Regions from separate parts of the Salmo salar genome. Here region 1 is linked to region 2. Evidence: chromatin contacts called from public Hi-C data. All regions are on one chromosome and are shown on one strand. The core of a region is the stretch at or near the end of the contact, and the rest is flanking DNA. Distances in the headings are between cores, read along the strand shown.

The links. Hi-C and Micro-C count contacts between places; a contact is called where the count stands out from the background.
Region 1: a contact with region 2 is called in a Hi-C map of gill, with 2.2 times the contacts expected there. The contact joins the enhancer-like site here to the promoter of LOC106580723 in region 2. A contact is called at or near these places in 2 of 3 Hi-C or Micro-C datasets (gill and muscle).

What each region holds. Positions count from the first base shown.
Region 1 is chrssa20:50,467,945-50,472,767 of Ssal_v3.1, forward strand. No RefSeq gene overlaps it. Among protein-coding and RNA genes, the nearest start is that of LOC106580722, 17 kb to the right of the region's middle. Within about 2 kb of position 3,422, at least 3 of the 13 cell types and tissues checked have an H3K27ac peak or open chromatin away from gene starts, as enhancers often do. A contact at or near this core is called in gill, where this site is marked.
Region 2 is chrssa20:50,431,747-50,436,636 of Ssal_v3.1, forward strand. LOC106580723 (mRNA decay activator protein ZFP36) reads left to right here and starts at 3,515. Exons shown (of 2, transcript XM_014162065.2): 1 at 3,515-3,661; 2 at 3,929-4,890. The coding sequence starts at 3,629.

The sequences.
Region 1 (4,823 bases), core at 2,172-4,671, 36 kb after region 2:
AGACTGGGCTAGGGTCCAAGAAATGCAGCACTCAGAGCTAGTGAGTGTTTGTTGACAACCTCAGACTTGATTAACCTACTCTGGTGAATTATCAACAAACATTGATGACAACAGAGGCAGACGGCTGGGAGTTAGTGACGACCATAAAAGGGGAACTGATACTCATGCTGACGTCCTGTTTCTGAAGTAGCAGTGTTTTTTGTCGTAAATGTTGTACTAGGATATCTGTGGGGGTATAGCTTATTCTCATCATAATGTAGTAATCAGGTATGGGCTCTTTACTTACCACATACAAGTGGTACTGGCCTATGTGAAAAGATGGCTAATCCTTATAGAGAATCATAAGAAGTTACTTGAATGTTGATTTGAAGAAAAAAAAATGTGAAGAGAGTCTCAGATTATAGGTGTATGATACTGATTCTTTTTTGGATGATAGTTTTACTCAAGGGCAGTGTAAGGAGAAAAATGTTCATTCCTTACCAAATACTTCACATGAAGCCGACAGCAGGAACTGAGCTGTCTTTTTAACTTGTAATATAATATAATTGCTTCAGCTACGCCATAAAGCTTTATTCGTCTGCAATTATGATAGCTATGATATGTTCTAGAAATTATTTATTTTTATAATGATATTAAACCATTTATTTTTTAGAGTAAGCGCTTTTTTGCCCTGAGCTTCTCGGTTCAAGGCATTAAATCTTGGGTTTCATGCAATAATTGTTTTTATTGCCTGTCATCCAGACAAAAGCTGTGTGTGCAAAGAAACAGTTTCAATGTTTCAACCTGGTGCATAAAAATAACAGAAAGACAACTGTAACACATTTTGGAATGCTCATTGCCCTGCAGCCATTCACGCAGACAGATCAAATCTTCCACATTAGCCTTAGGAAAGTGAAACAAGTTTTAATGGAGACAGTGAGGGTTGCCAAATGTTTTATTTCCCCTTACAGTCTTGATACATTCAAGATACACTTTTAGGGTCAACATTGGTTCTGGCAGTAAGCCAACCTCTCCCAGACATGACAGGTTGAAATGCCACTACCTGTTGTGTGCTCCACGGTAATGATCTACTCGTCTACTCATTTCTTTATTTAGACATTTGGTTACTCTGCTAATGCAGGCTGAACTGTTCTAGCTACAACCAAACTGAGCACCTGAGAAAACGATTGAGCTGTTTTTGTGAAATAGTTTCATTTTGTATGGTAATACTGGAGGCCATGAGAGGGCAACACATAAGACAACAGATATTAGAAACATCTGGTATTGCAAGAAGACTGACATGGCCAATAATGCTAGTTGGTGAAGAGAGTTGATGAAAATATTTTTGTCATTTTGTATTTGTATATATTATGGCTTCCCATTAGCTGCTGCCAAGGCAGCAGCTACTCTTCCTGGGGTCCAGCAAAATTAGGGCAGTGATACAATTTTAAAAACATTACAATACATTCACAACAGATTTCACAAGACATTAAGTGTCTGCCCTCAGGCACTACTCTACTACCACATACAGTATCTACAACAACAAAAAATCCATGTTTAAGAGTTTGTATAGTGGTATGTCATCATGTGTGTGTATGCATGTGTCTGTGCCTGTGTTTGTGTCTCTTCTGTTGTTCTGCTAATTTTACTTCTTGCATGAGTTACTTGATTTGGAATAGAGTTTCATGTAGTCATCATGGCTCTATGTAGTACTGTGCACCTCCCATAGTCTGTTCTGGACTTCGGGACTGTGAAGAGACCTCTGGTGGCATGTCTTGTGGGGTATGCATGGGTGTCTGAGCTGTGTGCCAGTAGTTCAAACAGACAACATGTCAATGCCTGTCACAAATACAAGTAGTGATGAAGTCAATCTTTCTTCCACTTTGAGCCAGGAGAGATTGACATGCATATTATTAATATTAGCTCTATGTGTACATCTAAGAACCAGCTGTGCTGGCCTATTGTGAGCCAATTGCATTTTTCCTAGGTCCCTCTTTGTTGCACCTGACCACATGACTGAACAGTAGTCTAGGTGCGACAAAACTATGGCCTGTAGGACCTGCCTTGTTGATAGTGCTGTTAAGAAGTCAGAGCAACAATTTATTATGGACAGACTTCTCCCAATCTTAGCTACTGTTGTATCAATATATTTGGAGCATGACGATTTACAATCCAGGGGTACTCCAAGCAGTTTAGTCACCTCAACTTGCTCAATTTCCGCATTATTCATTATGAGAGGTAGTTTAGGTTTAAGGTTTAGAGAATGATTTGTCCGAAATACAATGCTTTTAGTTTTTGAAATATTTTGGACTAACTTATTTCTTTCCACCCATTCTGAAACTAACTGCAACTCTTTGTTAAGTGTTGGAGTCATTTCAGTAGCTGTAGTAGCTGACGTGTATAGTGTTGAGTCATCCACATACATACTGGCTTTACTCAAAACCATGTCGTTAGTAAAGATTGAAAAAGTATGGGGCCTAGACATCTGCCCTGGGGAATTCCTGACTCCTTCTGTTACGATAGAGAAAGAAACAAACTACTTATATACATACACAGAGTGTACAACACATTAGGAAAACCTTCCTAATATTGAGTTGCACCCTCTTTTGCCCTCAGAACAGCCTCAATTTGTCAGTGCATGGACTCATCAAGGTGTCAAAAGCGTTCCACAGGGATGCTGGCCCATGTTGACTCCAGTGCTTCCCACAGTTGTGTCAAGTTGGCTGGATATGGGTGGTGGATCATTCTTGATACACACGTGAAACTGTTGAGTGTGAAAAAAACAGCAGGTTGCAGTTCTTGACACAAACCGGTGCACCTGGCAGCTGCTACCATACCCTATTTAAAGGCACTTCTGTCTTTTGTCTTGCCCATTTACCCTCTGAATGGCACACATACACAATCCATGTCTCAATTGTCTCAATGCTTAAACATCCTTATTTAACCTGTCTCCTCCCCTTCATATTCACTGATTGAGGTGGATTTAACAAGTGACATCAATAAGGGATCATTGCTTTCACTGGATTCACCTGGTCAGTCTATATCATGGAAAGAGCAGGTGTTCTTAATGTTTTGTACACTCAGTGATAACACAAGGCAATACATGTTTTTTTTTGTATTTCCTATACTCAGTCTCCGACCTATTCTGGGAATCAAGTGCAGTCTAGTAGAGCTGGCAGAGGGACAGGATGGTAGTTTTGTTGGGTGTGAAGCTGAATGACGTATTCCACAGCCCGGGAGTGACAGAGGGATAGCTGTATGGTGGAGCAGGGGAACGGACATGCTTTGGTCTGCTGGGGAGACAAGGTTCCTATGAACCAGCAGGAATAAGGAAAATAATCAGAGGAAGGAGTGGAAGAGAAGGTGGAGAATGGGCTTGCCTCAATGGATGATTGACCTATTTCGTAATATGGTTTGTAACTCTGTAGAACTGAAAGAAAAATCTGTCACACGCACTTTTCACAAATTAGGGGAACCATTTGAAGGAAGTGATTACAGGAAACAGTGTAGCCCAAAAACATAATGTTCCCGACACACACGCACGCACGCACGCACACACACACACACACACACACACACACACACACACACACACACACACACACACACACACACACACACACACACACACACACACACACACACACACACACACACACAGGGGTTGGAGAGTTAGGGGGATTTAATAGACATTTGTTTTGAATTGGGTATCTCAGTTCTCAATACAGAAATAACCAGGACAAAACCAATGTTAGTGTAGACTGTACACATCGTAAACTATTAAAGATAATCACTGGTTGTTTTGTGTATTGTAGGTTAGGGTTCAAAATGTGTAACAATCAAGTTAAGCTTCCAGTTCGTTATTCAAGCCTCCTGTTTTGTACCTCTTACACTGTGATAATGTGATATTTATAAAATGTATCTATCTTTGGTGAACACATAATTACTCACAGTTAAGTCTTGGCCTACTTTGGGTCACATGGCAAATTTGCAATAACACAAAGATATCACTCAGTAATAATTGAATTAACTAATGGCTCCCTTTCTCAAGAGTTGCTACAGATCTTGTTAAGATGTTTGTCCCATGGGGCAGACAGTCCTATATAAGGTATGGGGAGCCAATGAACACATGTCTGAAGGCTGTTTTCTCTACGTATATTTTCCATTGTAATTTTCCATTCTGGTTCAATAATACATGAGAATACATGATGAATGGCAATACTTAGTAAGGGGCTCAAGACAAAGATAGTATATCCTCTTTGGAAAGAAATGAAGAGAAAGATGTCAACTAAAATGATAGAATATCATCAATATCCATGATCACGCTCAATATTTTGTACAGTTGTCTGGATACACAGCATTGCATACAACTGTTAAAAATACAGAAAATGCATTTTAGGATTATAACACATTGCAACGCAAATACCAAACCAGTTGCGCCCGCACAAGTCCTGTCACAACCTGTGATGTATGTCTATGATTTTAAAGGTGAATTAGCTAAAATCATGATTTGCTGTCAGTTTTGCCCCGGCAGCAGCAGACACTGAGCTTGACTCACAGTGCCCCTACTATTCCCGCTAAACATAATGACCTAGTTCGCTACTAAGGAGTTGGATCAGCAGTAGCTCTCAGTGCTAAATGACTATTTGACATGTTTCAGTTTACACAGTGACACACTCCTGTCCAAACAACACATCTGCCCAGCCAAGCATTATTGCCTTTGCTAGGCAGTGCTAGACTTACATCACTAGCTTACACAACCCAGGCCATCTTCACAATGAACTAGGTGGTTTCCCTGTGCTGGAGACGTCTCTAAGATACCATTGTTTTGACACAATACATCA
Region 2 (4,890 bases), core at 2,265-4,764:
TCCCTGGTCTTTGTGGTTGAATCTGTGTTTGAAATTCACTGCTTGACTGAGGGACCTTATAGGTAATTGTATGTGTGGGGTACAGAGATGAGGTAGTCATTCAAAAATCATGTTAAACACTATTATTGTACACAGAGTAAGTCCATGCAACTTATTATGTGACTTGTTAAGCACATTTTTACTCTTGAACTTATGTAGGCTTGCCATAACAAAGACAATGAATATTTGTTGACTCAAGACATTTTAGCTTTTCATTTCTAATGAATTTGTAAATATTTCTAAAAACATAATTCCACTTTGACATTATGAGGTTTTGTGTGTAGGCCAGTGACACAAAATCTCAATTTAATACATGTTAAATTCAGGCTGTAACACAACAAAATGTAAAAAATCAAAAAAATAAAACAAAAAAAATAGTAAAGGGGTGCGAATACTTTCTGAAGGCACTGTAAATACTGACTGCTGTACAAGAAAAATATATTTGGATTTAGGTGTTGAGTCTATTGACAGTGCTGAACACAGATGTGTCTGGACACAACCCTTCACTTATTTATGTCTTGAGCAGCATTGAGAGGAGTTATAATAAGAGCAGCTCACTACGAGCTGACAATTTTGTCAACAGTAAGATAACTACAGCATAAAAACAGTGAGTTTAGCTGAGACATTTGATGACTGGGCCATTTGAGTCACTCCCAGGTCACTTCGCATAAGCGGTATCGGTGAATGATATTGTGGGTTAATGATTTGTGGAAATTGGGACAAAGGACATGGCATACGTGATTTTCAGTGGCAATCCACAATGCACAAAATGTGATTTCTGTATGCATTACATGGAGTTACATTTACAGTTTTGCTTTTACTCATCTATTTTCACACGTTGTTGGGCTGCTAATACAAGCTATAAAAGGTGCTTTAGAAAATGTAGCAATTTCAATTCTGTCAGATTTTTTTTGCATACATTTTGTAATAATTTCCCTAATTTATACCACAGCCACCCCCACCCCATGCACATGTCACCATGAGTGTTCATAAGGGGGTTCCTGCCTAAACATGCCTATTGGGATATCTGTAGTGTATAAATTGTACCTTTGTTAAGACTGGAAAGCCCCACTGGAAAGCTTGGCGTATCGCACATTGTTGCTCACTATAGAATGTCCCTTAGGGCTTAGCTAGTATGTATATTTGTGTGAGCATGTGTGTATGAGCAAGTATGCTGCGCACCTCCCAACTCACTAGGAGCGACTTTCCATACTCTTGGGACCAGGGAAGAAAATAAACTTGGAGAAAGATGCACACCACTTCACAGTTTGAGAAACCAAAGAAGTGGATTGGGAAACAAAATAGAAAAAAAGGGAAAGAAAAGGCAAGGAATAAAATATTTTCAATTTCTCATTAACCATTTTTAAATATAAGTTCCAACCAAATTTGACAAGGTAGTGGAAGCTTGGGGTTATTTTTAACTGGACATGAGTAGGCATGCCTGCTCTACCTGCTTCTGTGGCCGGGAGTTATGCTGCCTGCAATTGATGAAACTTGAGATTTTCAGGGCCCCATATGGACACGTAACACTGCTGTTGGGATAATGACATAATGTAAAGAAAAGGTACACTGTGACCACTAAGGTGGGAAACTGACATAATATGTCTTGGGAGGGAGGGACATAGAGTGTTTCTGCCTCAAGTTTGTGTTTCAGTTCCACATCCACCCCTTGGCTATATAGGCAATGAGGAGCTGGCTTACAGGAATATGTATACAGCAGTTACTACACATCATGATAGGCCAGTCTCTGCACCCATTTCCCCTCACATTGTCTCCATAATACAACCTTAATACTGAGTTAAACACAGGCTTTAAAGTTTAGGACACAACCAGATTATACAAAAACACTATCCAGTAACAACGGTGCTGAAGTCAATGTATAAGCATTTTGAGGGAGTGATAGGGTCCAAGTAAAATGAGCAGTTTCCTTATTAAACATTGAATAGTTGAAACCGTGTCCCTTCTGCCATTAGGTCGTTTGGCAATCAAATGACTAATTTGAAAGAGCTCAACGCACATCCAAGTGTAAGCATTTCAAAGTAAATATATTACTTTCTATCGCACTTCCTTGTTAGACTTATGAACTGTGTGACAACAAACCCACATGACAAATAGAGATACAGTCACCTCTAAGAACTGTAGATCAACTCAACATGGGACACTGTCACTGGATATATTTGGACTGGATATGTTTGTAAACCCTCTTAACTTCTTCAACTTGACACTATTTACATGAGCAAGTGTATCACAACTAATGTACCAAATACTCTCCGAATGTAGTCTACTAATCAAGACAAAGAGTGGGTTATTCCACACTTTAAAATCGGGCCATTCTTGCATCTACTTTATTGGTGTCGAGTTAATGCCAAAATGACTTATTTAGCCACACAAATTCAGATGCGTTTCTCACGCGTGTGAACAGTGCTATGTCAGGCAAGGGATAGACCCATGGTTTCATTGATGGTTAAATAGCAGAAACAGAAACATAGTCATTATCCAAGAGTTTCCTGCTATTGAGGGATTAGTAATCACATTGTCTGTTTACCATTGGGCTACCAGTAACACAGATGGAAAAAATACTTACATAACCTAATTCAGCCTTGTCATGGTACCACACATGACTTAGCAAACACTACATGATATCACAAATAGAAACTAAACCATATCCTTAGAGACCCTGTGTTTCAAGTCTAGACTGATTACTGGATAATGTTATTTGTTACAGTAAGATCATACTAAAGTCATTGCCTAAATGGATTCTGTCACCTGTCTTTACATTGTCATGTAAAATGGACATACAGATGGACATACAGATACATTTTAGGCCACCTTGTTAGATCTATAGTCTACATGACCACCATCCGGTCTCCAACTAAATGTAGTCTACATGAAATTGACCATGTCTGTTTTGTGCCAAAATGTGAGTGTAATTGTCTGAAGAGTGATTGAAAACATTGAGTTTAAATAATGCACATTGGCATATTTATTTCTATAGCCTAAGGGTATATAAATAACTATCTTTCCCTCCTTTGAGGGCTAGGCTATAACTGTTGGAAAATGAAAGTAAAGACTGGAAAATATATTATTAAAGACAGAATAAAAACAGAGAGCAGGTCTCACGCATAGAAACCAATGAGGAAAAAGTCTGGGGTGATTCTGGTAACAGCCTTGGGGGAAATGTGTCCAGCAACGAAGTAGTTAATCATAGCCTACTATCCCAAAACTAGTCGTCATCGTAACTTAAAATCGAATTGAACGTAGGAAAATAATGAACAAGTGGGTGACTATTTGTGTGCGTATTATGTAGCACTGTCTATATGATGCGTTTATGTTTGAATGTTGGTGAAACCGAAACAATACACAGCTGTTCAAAAATACAAAAACAGGGCTTTACGACAACCCTGGTTGCTGTGTATGAAACTTTACGGGAGTGGTGTCCGGGAAGATAGCACAGGAAACCCCGCCTGCCGCCCTAAATAAACTATAAAAGGCGAGTCCTGCAGTAACAGCGCAGCGCAATCGCCCGTGTCTTGCAGCTGAAAGTGACAGGCGAACTAAAACTTTTCAACGGACAAGAATACATAGAAGCATGTCAGATATGATCGACGATATTATCACGAGGGTAAGTTTTATTCACTGGGTTTATATTTATGTTCAGATCAGTAACATAAGCTATGGTTATGCATTTGGTGGGTAAAAAAAACACAATTAGACTATTTTATTAGTTGTTGGCTCCTTTCAACTTTGATTATATGTTGAAATATTCACAAAACATATTTAACGATTAAGCTTCTGAGGAGCAGAGCAGATGCTACAATTCTGCATCGTGAGTAGGCTATTACATGGTTATAACGTGATCATTTATTGACTGTTATATTTCTCTCCACAGAATCTAATCAATCTGGGTTTAGATGAACCATTCACCCAGAAACAAATTCAACCGATGTTACCTCGTCTCAACCGTTCAACTTCGTTCTTCTCACCAAAGAGCCATAGTCTAAGCTCTGAGCAATTGAACAATGATACCCCCTGGCCACTTGACATTTGGAGCAAGATGGCTCCAAGTCAACCACAGGTTTCCTTCAGACCTGACCGCTCCATGAGTCTGACCGAATCCAGTGTCCTCTCCTTCGGTAAAATGAAGACCCTGGATGAAGTGCCTCCACCGCCTGGATTTCCTCCACTGAACAGCCCGACACCTCTCCCTTCCAACCGTTACAAGACCGAACTGTGCCGTAGTTTCCAGGAGAACGGCAGCTGTAAATATGGGAGCAAGTGTCAGTTTGCCCATGGAGAGCCTGAGTTGCGTGGTTTGTACAGGCACCCAAAATACAAAACGGAGGCCTGCCGCACCTTTTACAACTTTGGCTACTGCCCATATGGAGCCCGCTGTCACTTCATTCACGAAGAGAAGCTCACCCCCTTAACCCAAAAGTTCCACAACCAAGCACTTGCTGATCAGAGCCCACGTCAGCTCCGTCAGAGCGTCAGTTTCGCAGGTTTCCTGAGATCACGCAGCTCACCCCCCCCTGCGCTCCACGACCCCCTTGGCTTCACCCGTGCTCCCTCGGTGTCACCACCCCCTGCGGACATTCTCTCCCCAGTGTTCAATGACACCCAACGCGACACATTTCAGTTTTGTCAGAGCCGACCCAGTGTTGGTGACATCCACAAAATCCCTATGATAGTTGAGCCACAGAAGCCCTCACGCTGCGTTTGTGGCCACGGAAATAACTCCCCAGACACTCTGAACAAATCGTACGCTATGGAGGACCGCAACAACATCTACATCACCCAGCAAAACCTCCAGCGCTTCTCTTCTGAAGATTCCCTCTCAGATCGGGATAGTTA